Regions from separate parts of the Macaca mulatta genome. Here region 1 is linked to region 2. A link is a contact called in public Hi-C data. All regions are on one chromosome and are shown on one strand. Each heading gives the region's core, a stretch centred on a gene start, on an enhancer-like site or on the middle of the called end of the contact. The rest is flanking DNA. Distances are from core to core; before and after follow the strand shown.

Region 1 (6,132 bases), core at 2,708-5,207, 69 kb after region 2:
GACCTGGTGTTCAAATGTCAACTGTGTGATACGTACTAAGGTAATTAAGCTCTTAGAATGTAGTTTCCTCATTTGTAAAATGGAGATGAAATTACTGGGAGAATTAAATGCATGACTGTATGCAATCAAGCACTTAGCAATACCTGGAATACAGCAAGTAATAAGATACATGCTAGTTAGCAATAAATTTAAAATTCAAGTTTATACATTTTTTTCACCTTTATTTTAATTCATGAATCAGGCACTGTGCTGGTTACAGGGACTGCAAAAAGAATGACAGGCTGTTATGTTTATGTTATACTGAAAGTTAGCATTCTTGGATAGAAAAGAATAATGCAGTTTATAATGTAGACTGCTGAGAGGTCCCCCCGGCCACACACACACACACACACGCACAAGGATTCAAATTATGCTGTACACACTATACCTGGTTCTAACAATATTAAGGAAAATACAGAAATTGTGATGATCAAGCAGTCATTTCAAATTTAACAAGTTTAATATCCATTCAAAATAGGTTTTTTGTTTTGCTTTATTCTGTTTTGAGACAAGGTTTCACTCTGTTCCCCAGGATGGAGTGCAGTGGTGCAATCATAGCTCACTGCAGCCTCAAACTCCTGGGCTCAAGTGATCCTCCTACCTCAGCTTCCCACAGTAGCTGGGACTACAGGCTTATACCACGCCTGGCTAATTTTTGTATTTTTAGTAGAGCTGGGGCTTTGCCATGTTGGAAAGGCTGGTCTTGAACTCCTGACCTCAAGTGATCCTCCAGCCTCAGCCTCCCAAAGTTCTGGAATTACAAGCATGAACCAGCATGCTCAGCCAAAACAAGTTTTTAATAGATGAATTTGAATCCATGTGTTTTAGTGTTTTGTCTAAATTGGATCCTCGAGGTTTGTATGTGTACTCTCATCTGAAAGGTAGGTAGCAACATTGTTTTTCAGGTATGTAGATAACAGGCTATTTATTAATAAAGTGAAATGTGTACAGTATTAAAAATGTAAATTCCTCAAGGCAGCACACTATTTAAACATTTTGGTCACGCTATTAAACATAGTTGTAAATACAAAGTTCAAAGAAAACTCAAAAGAGAATTTAAATCAACCTTAACCACATTTAACTAGATTCCTTTTTCCTATAAAGTCTGTGTTTACAATAAAAATGTGGTCTAGAAAACATGAAAAATAGGGTTAATAAGTTTCATGAGAGGGAAGAAGTGTACAGGAAAACAACTAGGATTAGGAAGCCCTTAACTAATGAGTTTTAACCAGGAAATACTAATATGTTCTTGTACTTCAGAGACAGTCTTATTCCAAGAATGATCATAAAAATAAATAATATTGGCTAACACTTAATGAAAACTTTCTATATGTTAACTCTTAAAAATACAATGAACAATGTGTCATTATCCCAATTTTACAAATAAGGAAGCAGGCACAGTAACTTGCTCAAGGTTACAGTGCCAACAAGGAACAGAGTGAGGATTCAAAATGAGGCAACAGGGCCAGCTTCAGAAGCCCCTGACCTGTGCCGTTACAGAGGGCACACTGCACTTAGTTTAATACCCTGCTGCCACTGTTTTGAAATTCTTAATTTTTTAACAAAGAACTCTGCATTTTAATTTGGATTACTACAGATTACGTAGCCAGTCCTGCTAGGTAGTATGACTTCAGACTCTGCTCTTAACCATTACACTGAAGATGCACTACAGTAGATATATTCCCTACCTTATTATTGTACAAGGGTTAAAAATTAAGTCATAAGCAGCACTTAGAACTTACATTTGGAAAATGGGAATCAGACTAGTCAAAATACATTAAACAAAGCATTCCAGATTGAAATAAGAATCTATGAACCAGGCAATCAGAAATTAAGATCAAAAATGTTTTTATGGGCTCTTCTACAAAACAGAGCCATACTGAAGGCCCACTTTAGCTCACTCTCTCCTCAAACGGTAAAATTCTGCTGGTGCCCAACTAATGTACTGGGCAAGATGAAGCAAGATACGACTTGAAACCCAGTTCCAAAGGGTTTTAGAACATAATTAAATAAGTACCTTTATATAAATAATCTTGTAGCATCTTCAAGTGCCCAGATACTGCAAAACTAGGAAATTTCTGCAAATAAAATTGCACAGTTGCATGAAGCGAAATCTCGTATCATTAGGATCTTTAAAGTTTTTAGATTAACTTTAAAAAGTATAGTAAACACTAACCCTCCTTAAGGATTCCTCAGAACCTTTTCTGATTAACTGCTAAATTAGCGGGCGTTTAGAAGACCCGTTTAAGCCTAACCCTAGCCCAATAATGCCTAGTGAATGAATAACGAATAAAACTTACTTGTAGGTCACATTTCAGAAAATCCAGAAGGACAAAAAAAAAAAAAAAATTCCCAAACTGCCACAATACCGCGGAAAACATACACCAAATTCATTTTTACTAGTCATCAAGTCAATTGAATATTTTTTCACTCAATTGAATATTTTTAAACAAAATTTCAACTATTTGGCTTCTGAGCCTCGGTATCAGATTGGAATACGAATTGGGGAGAGAGGCTGCTGCTAGAAGCAACCAACTGAGAGCAACAAGTAATAGACACCGGAGATAAAGATTTTAAAAGTCAATCTACAAATTTTAAAAACATAATCTAAGGCCAAATCTAAACCACCCTATGTATTTCTCAAGAGCTCCTGGGGCACCTTCTAAGTACAGGTGAATGGGGGAGGGGCGGACTTCGGATTCCTCTATATTCATTTTATAACAATTTCGATAACAAGAATCCATTCTGAATCTCTTTCGTTAATGATTTTTAACACACCTGGCCATGTTTATTAAATTGTGTAACTGCATGAATTTTCAAAAGTATTTTCTGATAGTTTATTTGACCTTTACAATCTAGGTGTTATTCCCAGTCTACAGATGAGGAAGCTGAAGCACCTGGAACTCCCAAGACTTGCCCCTTAGGTAACACAGCATATAAGTGACCTGGGGCTAGAATCCTCTTGTTTTCGCATCTTGACCTCGATTACCATCCTCAGCAGACCCCAATCTTCACATCATCCTACCATACAGCTAGCGCTCTCTCCCCTATTTGGCAAATCCTGCCTAAATTAATTTCTTAAGATCCATTCTAGGATTCGTTCATGAGGGATTATCCTAACAAAACGAATCGTATAATCGTCCGTTCAATTTTGTATGAAAATTTTAAATTAGTTTGGCTTACATAAACATCAGTTCCTACAACAGAAATCACAGTACACCACTCGGTGTTTCTAGAAGTAGGAGCCTAGGAAAAAGAGACAAAGGATGTCCCTCTGTACCGTGGGGAAAGCGCCGACCTAGTCGGTGCGGAGGTGGTCTTCGGAGCAGCTGCCTCAGGGGCTCCCGACCACCGTGGGATGCGCCCGGGAATAGGAGAAAAAAAGGGGCCTGGGAAGTTCGTGCCCATTCAAAACCCATGGCTGCAGAGAACGCGACCAACTGTCTCATTTCCCACGCCAAAGTCTGGGAAGCGAAGTTCCGACCCCAGTCCCAGTGCCAGTCCTGCCAGGCCAAGACCCTCGTATGGCCGGACCGCTGGCCATCATCCTTAACCTTTGCTCCAGGCGCGCGTGCGTTCAACTTCCTGGGACCCGCGCTCCACACCATGTGCACCCAGCTGGCGAGGATTAACGCCCGGCTCCTCCACAACACCCCCGGGGGCCTCGCCGGGGCACCAGTCACACCTGTTAGATAAACCTGAAGGCAGGCCCGCCCCAGCCCCCAGGACACACGGTCCAGCTCTCGAGCCCCGGCCCCGGTCTCTCCTCACCCGTAGAGGCCCCGCGATCGGCGCTCCTTGCCAGGCGCGTCGGACTCTCCCGCACCAGGGTGCACAGCACCGGATCCGGATCCGGCTTCAGCGCCAGCCCCACCTCCTCCTCCACCGCCCGCGCCACAGTCGGGAACCGCGGCCCAGACGTGGCAGCGCCAACGCCTCCACCCCGCCTCTACCCCCTCACGCAGGGCCGCGCGCAGGCGGGCGGAGGCGGAGACGGAGGCGCGGGCCGAGGCGCCACCGGCCCAGGCCCAGCGAGCGAGGGGCGGGGCCCGGAGAGCGGGGGCGGACCAGGAGGACGAGGGGCGGGGCCTGAGGTTCGCGTCGGCGCCCGGGGCGGTGGCCGCCGGACCAAAACTGGGCTCTCCGGGCTCCTCCTCCTCCCTCCACAAGGCCTTTCCCACCGCGTCATTGTCTCGGTTTATCTGCGTACGCCTGCCTAGCAGTCAGCCCAGCAGCGTAAGTGGTGACCAGTGTGGGCCTCTTTGATCCTGAGACTCGACCACTGGCCCTCTCCATTTGTCCCTTGTTGCCCTCCCTTCATGATTCAATCCATTAATTAGGACTTTTCCTACCAACTGGCAGCTCAGAGCCCCGCATCCCCAGGCCTCTGAGTCACAGTTCCTGCCTTCGTGAAACTAGGAGTCGGGGCCACTGCATTCTACTCCTTTGGGACTTGTTTCATTTCTCAGTCCCTCAAACGCTTTATTGGATGAACATGGAGTTCATGTTCATCCAATAAAAACTGCAACAGTTTTGCCGCCCAGGAGACATTTGGCAATGTATGAATCATTTTCAGCCTCTCATGTGGGAGAGAGGTGCCATTGGAATCTCCAGATGGTGGAGGGCACAGGTGAGTAGAGGCCGGGAATACTGCCAAACGCCTTACAATGCGCAGGACAGCGCCGCACAACAAAGAATTACCTGGCCTGAAATGTCTGGAGTGCTGAGGTTTAGAAACCTTTCGTTAGAAGAAAAGTGACTTCCTTCAGAGCCCCATTTCTGAAGTGTCTTACCTAAGTAGCACTTTGTCCCTATTTTAACAGATAAGGAAACAGAGGTTCAGAGATGTTACATAATTTACTAGTCTCGTAGCTAGTAGCTCCCCTTCCTTGCCTTGTACCATAATTTTCGATTTATTGAAATCGCAAAGTATTTTATTCTTAAGCAATAGTATTCAAGAACCCCATAGATCGTATACCAGACATTATATTTTTTGCTCATTTATGAGATTTAAATTTCAGTTAACTCCTTTACTGATTTATGCTTTCTCAGAACTTCAAACATCAGTGAGCTGATGGCATCCACGTCTCTGTTTTTATCTCTGTTTTTACACCCATACATACAAAAGAATATATAGGGCATGAACAGGATGTGGTGGTGTGCATCCATAGTCTCAGCTACTCCAAAGGCTGAGGCAGGAGGATCACTTGAGCCCACGAGGTTGAATGCAGCCTGGACAATAGAGCAAGACCCTGTCTCTAAAAAAAAAAGAAAAGAAAAAGAATACACAAGGCATAAATAAAAATAAATACTCATGGCTGGGCGTGGTGGCTTACACCTGTAATTCCAACATTTTGGGAGGCCTAGGCAAGTGGATCTTGAGCTTGAGTCCAGGAGTTTCAGACCAGCCTGTGCAACATGGCAAAAACCTGTCTCTACAAAAAAATACTGAAAATTAGGCAGGCATGGTGGCAAGTGCCTGTAGTCCCATCTACTCAGGAGGCTGAGGTAGGAGGATAACCTGAGCTTGGGAGGTAGAGGCTGCTGTGAGCCATGACTGCATGACTGCACTCCAGTCTGGGCCACAGAGCAAGACCCTGTCTCAAAACAAACAAAAATTTTAAAAAAATACTTATGTACACACCACTAATCTTAAGCACCTGGCCCTCCCCGTTTTTCTTAGCAGATTTCTGGTCAGATGTTTTCAGTGATTTTCTCCTGTACAACAAACTGCTGTACATTTTATAAATTAGCAAAAAGTGAAATGTAAGCAATTATATAAAATCACAGAACACAAGACTTGTAAGAGGTACCCCCAGAGATCTCATACATTCCAGATATCCTCCTCCTTACCCACATTGGGCCATAAGAACCCAATTTCTCATTAATAGACAAAGTCGATCACTCTGGCCAGTAAAGTTAACCCCTTTCTTTGCCTGTAGGTAGGTTCACTCGGCAATGAGGAGCCCAAGATAACCAGGAGACAGTTTCAACTTCTGGTTTAATGGAACCATTGGAATGTCCTTTGGTGATTTTTATTTATTTTTCTAGATTCTTAGAAGAAATGCTGCATTCACCAATATTCCTTTTTTT
Region 2 (5,721 bases), core at 439-2,938:
ATGGATACCTGGCTAAGAGTGTATGATGTAGGGGATGTAGGAGTGTCAGAAATGTTCAAAACAAGATTTCTGTTACCTATACATGATTCTTTCTCGTATCATCTGGCAATAAAACTATAACAGTACACAAAGGAATCATTAGGCATAAATAGTTATTAAAGATGCTGGTGAAAAGAAAAGACAACTTCAGTTTCATAAACACTAAAGAACCAAAAATACATGACCTAGCTAATTACACAATAATTCTTCAAATTAAAAACTTCCTAGCAGGATATTATGTGCCTTTTTTTAATTTTAAAAGATGAAGAACAGTTAAAATAGTGATAGAGAAAATGGAGTGCTCAAGTTAGCCATCTAATACTCAAATTATACAGTTCTGTTTCTATGTGTTGGCAGTGCATTTTATGTGACAATATAAAAAGAATGTCAGGGGAGGTTTAAGTCAAATATCTACGTGATCTTTTCACTTATAATTTGCATTTAGTTAATGAGTAACTTGCCTTTTACCTTTGTGGCAGTGGTTGTTTTTTAAAGAATCAATTTGGTGTACAAATCCTTTCTTTTCTGTTTTTGAGACAGAGTTTTGCTCTTGTTGTCCAGACTGGAGGGCAATGGCACTATCTCGGCTCACTGCAACCTCTGCATCCCGGGTTTAAGTGGTTCTCCTGCCTCAGCCTTCCAAATAGCTGGGATTACAGGCATAGGCCACCACACCCAGCTAATTTTTGTATTTTTAGTAGAGACGGGGTTTCTCCATGTTGGTCAGGCTGGTCTCAAACTCCCGACCTCAGGTGATCCGCCCACTTCAGCCTCCCAAAGTGCTGGGATTACAGGCATGAGCCGCCGTGCCTGGTCCAAATCTTTTCATTGTGGGTTTACAGGCAAACGCCATCACGCCCAGGGAATTAAAAAAAGAAAGTTTTTTGGGGGGGGTGTCTTACTATTTTGCCCAGGCTGGCAAATTCCTTTTAAAAGATATTAAAAGCCATGTGGTTTATTAATTTTATTTCAAAATATAATAATTAGTGGAATAAGCTTTACAGTATTATACACAATTTACTGAGTCAGCTATCAGTTCCTTTTTCTGATTTTTTTCAGTTGTCATTCTTGATATTTTCTAGGTAATCTAAACGGAGTCGTATTTTCAAGTACTCTTAAAATACTTTTAAGATTGTTAAAGCATTGAGCCGTTTAATTCTTTGCTTAAAGGTGATGGGTGTTTCATTTTCTGTATGGCACTACGTGATTTTAAATCGAACTCTTCATTTGGTTATAAACTCAGCATAGATTGTGCAGAATTTTGAGAGGGGAGAAACTATAGCTTTCCTTTCGGATGCCACTATCTGGTGGGTAGCAGGTTTTGCCTGTCTGTTCTTACGTTAAAGAAGGGCTCTACGTCCTGTCTGGAAAGGGCGGAGCTGGCTCGGACCGCCCCACTGCCTTTCCCAGGACCTTCACTCGTCCTGTCCCACCGCAGCCCCGCCTCCTCCACGCCGGGTGAGCTGTGGCCTAGCAGCAACCGAGGCTCCGCTCCCCCACCCCCCGGCGTCTGCGCTCTAGCGAAGGGGCGGAGCAGGGGTGGTGGCGCGCTGACACCTGGCGGCGGCGGAGGGCGGGCAGAAGGCGAACGTGGGCTGGGATTGGCTGAGGCGGCGCGGGTGGAGGGGGCGGGAGGGAGGCAGCGAGACGGTTGTCGGGCTGGTACCCGTGCTGGATCCTGGGCGGCCTGAGGGTTGCGGAGACTTTAGGGGAGGGAGACGGCAGCGGCATGGCGGCCGGGTGTAAAACGCCCGACCCTCCTCTTATCCGTCTTCGCCGCCGCCGCCGCTGGAGTCACTGGGACCCTCTAGTCTGCGTGTGTTAGTTTAAGCCCGCCGCCCGCCTGTGAGCCCTCCGCTCCGCCGGCCCTCCTTCCTTCCGCCGCCGCAGCCAGCCCAAGGGTCGGCCGGCTGTGTAACACTCTCCCACCCCACCCACCAGCCCGCGGGCCAGCACCATGGAGGACATGAAGCTGGAGTTCCCTTCCCTTCCACAGTGCAAGGAAGACGCAGAGGTGAGTCGGCCCCGTGGCTGCCATGCACAGGCCTCTCCCTGTGGCTCCGGCCGAGGGGCGATCCCAGTCCCCAACCGTCTTAGCCCCCACCTGCGCGGGCGCCCTGCCTCCTGAGGGCGTCCCGGGACCTCTGAGGCCGAGCAGTCGGTTCCAATCCCGACTGAGTTTCTCGTCCTTTCCAGACCCCGCGGAGGGACAGCGTTTGGTGTACTTACATTTGAGAAGAGGAAAAGCAATCCCTGAGTCCCTAGGCTTGGTTGGCATCCAGGACTGACCTGGAGTAAGGTTCCTCTTTTATTGTCAAAGTAACTTGAAAGCGAAGTTGGTTTTAATCTCCTTTTGAGGAATGTCTGTGGTGTAAACGATTCACTTGTGGGACACATGGCCCCACATGCGGAGTAGACTCGGCGCCTGAAGTTTGGAAGCGCGCCTTCGAAAAGTTTCCCAAAGTTTTTTATTTTTAGACAAAGCTATGACCCGCACAATAAAGTGTCTCAAAGCTAGCTCATCTGAATCTGATAACTCTTAATCAGAAATCTCGACCTTTGGAGGAAAATTAATATTGAAAGTAAAATTCTATATACCTTTTCTCCTGGTTTCTAATTCGTGGCTATTTTTACTCCACCTTACATCCCTGCCTGCTGTTTCTATTCGGATTTTATTTTTCATCTGTTGCTAGTTTAACGTTTAACGGCATTGCAGACTACTAAATTAGAATTTTCTGGAGGCTAAATTAACAAGACGAAGATACTCAGCTATGCTTTAGTAGGATTAAGAAAGAAAATGTAACATCGCTAGTTAAAAATACCTTTAAAGTAGTTGGGAAAAATGAAGCCCTATTTTTAGGAGACCATTCAGTTTATTCCGAATATTTATTCTATTGAGTATCTTCATTTGAGGTTCTTTTTTTTCTTGAGACGGAGTCTTGCTCTGTCACCAGGCTGGAGTGCTATGTGGTGCGATGTCGGTTCACTGCAACCTCTGCCTTCCGGGTTCAAGCGATTCTCTTGCCTCAGCCTCCCGAGTAGCTGGAACTACAGGCGCGCTCCACCACGCCCAGCTAATTTTTGTATTTTTAGGGGAGACGGGTTTCACCATTTTGGCCAGGGCGGTCTCGATCTCTGTACCTTGTGATCCGCCCGCCTCGGTTTCCCAAAGTGCTGGGATTGCAGGTGTGAGCCACCGCGCCCGGCCTAGGTTCACATTTTTGTTTGGAGGGCGCTCTTGTGGTATTGATGCTTGACAATTACATTTGTTTTAAGAGTAGAGACTTTGTGACTGGGTATCACCATTGCAAAATGGAGTGCAGTGGTGCGATCTCAGTTCACTGCAGTCTCGAACTCCCATGCCCAAGCCATCCTTTGACCTCAGCCTCTCGAGTAGCTGGAACCACACCTGGCTTATTTTTATTTTATTTTTTTGTAGCGATAGGGTTGTTCCTTAGGCTGGTCTTGAACTCTTGGCCTCAAGATCCTCCCGCCTTGTCCTCCCAAAGTGTTAGGATTACAGGTGTGAGCCACCGCACCTGGCCCAAAACTATACTCTTTATTTTTTTTTATTTTTTTTATTTTTTTCTTTTTTTGAGACAGAGTTTTCACTCTTGTTGCCCCAGGCTGGAGTGCAATGGCGCTATCTCAGCCCACTGCAGCCTCCCCCTCGGGTCCTGGTTCAAGCAAGCAATTCTCCTGCCTCAGCCTCCCGAGTAGCTGGGACTACAGGCACCCGCTACCACGCCTGGCTAATTTTTTTTGTATTTTTAGTAGAGACGGGGTTTCGCCGTGTTGGCCAGGATGGTCTCAAACTCCTGACCTTGTGATCCGCCCGCCTTGGCCTCCCAAAGTGCTGGGATTACAGGCGTGAGCCACCGTGCCCGGCCAATTATACTCTTAAATAAGAAAAAAAGAGGTCATATTTAGGCTAGTTATAAAAATGAATTTATACTTAACATGCAATAATGTGAATGAAGAGTATGCTTTTATTTATTTGTTTGTTTATTTATTTATTTATTGAGACGGAGTTTCGCTCTTGTTGCCTAGGCTGGAATGCAGTGGCGCGATTTCCGCTCACTGCAACCTCCGCCTCCCGGGTTCAAAAGATTCTCCTGCCTCAGCTCCCTGAGTAGCTGGGATTACAGGTGCCCGCCACCACGCCCGTTTAATTTTTGTATTTTTAGTAGAGACGAGGTTTCACCATGTTGGCCATACTAGTCTCAGACACCTGACCTCAAGTGATCCGCCTACCTCAGCCTCCCAAAGGGCTGGGATTACAGGCTTCAGCTACCGTGAAGGAGTATACTTTTATATCCTCAAAATGATACAGTAATTTCAGCACTTAACTGCAAGCAACCTTACAAATAATGTAGAGGAGTCCCACATTCCAGGTGAAGAAATTGTACCTTACTGAAAATAAGTGATGTGCCAAATTAACAACACAGTAGCACAAAACACCAGGAGGACCTTGGCCTCCTAATTTATTGTTCTTTTTAATACACTTCAATTCTTCCCTGCCCTAATCTTAAAAATTCTAGTTTAAAAATTTCCCAGACTTTGCATTTAATCTGGTACTGTATATATCATTATGTATGCCTTATTCCTGCAAAACTGATAAATTCTTGGTGGGAATATACCTGTCTTTTCTGTGTGGGACTGTTGAAAACATACTCTTTTTCTGTGCTGCCAGATGTGTGGGGATTTTTCCATACCAAGCAGTTTTCCAGCAGGCATGAACTGAATGTCCCATAATTCAGTTCTGTCACGTATGTACCTGAAGTTAGTCAGATCCCACAGGTTAATGGCTCAGTCCCACAAGGGTGCCCCCAACCTCAGATGGTAACCACAAGTAGTAGGTTGTCACCTATACACTCCTGACTGACTGGAAATCAGGGTTCCCGTTACTCCCTCCTTGGTTCAGTTAACTTGCTAGAGTGGTTTACAGGACTCAAGGAAGTACATTTACGGGTTTATTATAAAGGATATTACAAAAGATCCAGTGAACAGACAGAAGGAAGAGATGAATAGGGCAAGGTATGGGGGAAGGGGCACAACACCATCCCCAGTATCACCAGTGAAGAGCCGTGATTGCAAGTTGTCCAGGTGCTTGGCGTTTTGAACAAAGAATTGGACAAAACTCCCAGCAAAGCAAAGACAGAATGAAGCAACAAAAGAACAAAAGCAGGGATTTATTGAAAACAAAAGTACACGCCACAGTGTGGCAGCCGCCCTAGCAGCCCCACGCTTTACAGAATGTTCTTGGGTCCAAATACCCCCTAGAAGTTTCCCATTGGCCACTCCAAGCTCACCTCATGTAAATGAAGAGATGGCTTGCAGTTGGCCTGATTGGTTGCCAAACCCCCCACCTCCCGTCAGTCGGCTTCGTTGTGGACAGCAACCATTCAGTGGCTAGAGTGAAGTTACAAAGTTGCAAACGAAGATTCCACCGGCAATCAGTCTTGATTTGTAGAGGACAGCCGATTTTCCATCTACTGTGCAGAAAAGGTGGGGGGTGGTTGCAACAGGAGTAGCCTCTGGTCCTTTTGTTACTTAGGCGTGGAAAGTTAGGGTTTTCCTTTCAATTTAGTTCTGGGAAGTCAGAGTGAAACAGCCTTAGATTCCCTGCCTCCTACTTGCCTCACTAGCACCTCCAGTGTTTCCATCCAGAAGCTCAACAAA

Evidence for each region. Hi-C and Micro-C count contacts between places; a contact is called where the count stands out from the background.
Region 1: a contact with region 2 is called in a Hi-C map of cortical neurons, with 3 times the contacts expected there. The contact joins the promoter of GNPNAT1 here to the promoter of STYX in region 2. A contact is called at or near these places in 3 of 14 Hi-C or Micro-C datasets (cortical neurons, fetal cortex germinal zone and fetal cortical plate).

What each region holds. Positions count from the first base shown.
Region 1 is chr7:125,919,170-125,925,301 of T2T-MMU8v2.0, forward strand. GNPNAT1 (glucosamine-phosphate N-acetyltransferase 1) reads right to left here and starts at 3,958. Exons shown (of 6, transcript NM_001260699.1): 1 at 3,811-3,958.
Region 2 is chr7:125,852,809-125,858,529 of T2T-MMU8v2.0, forward strand. STYX (serine/threonine/tyrosine interacting protein) reads left to right here and starts at 1,689. Exons shown (of 11, transcript XM_015143699.3): 1 at 1,689-2,053. The coding sequence starts at 1,997.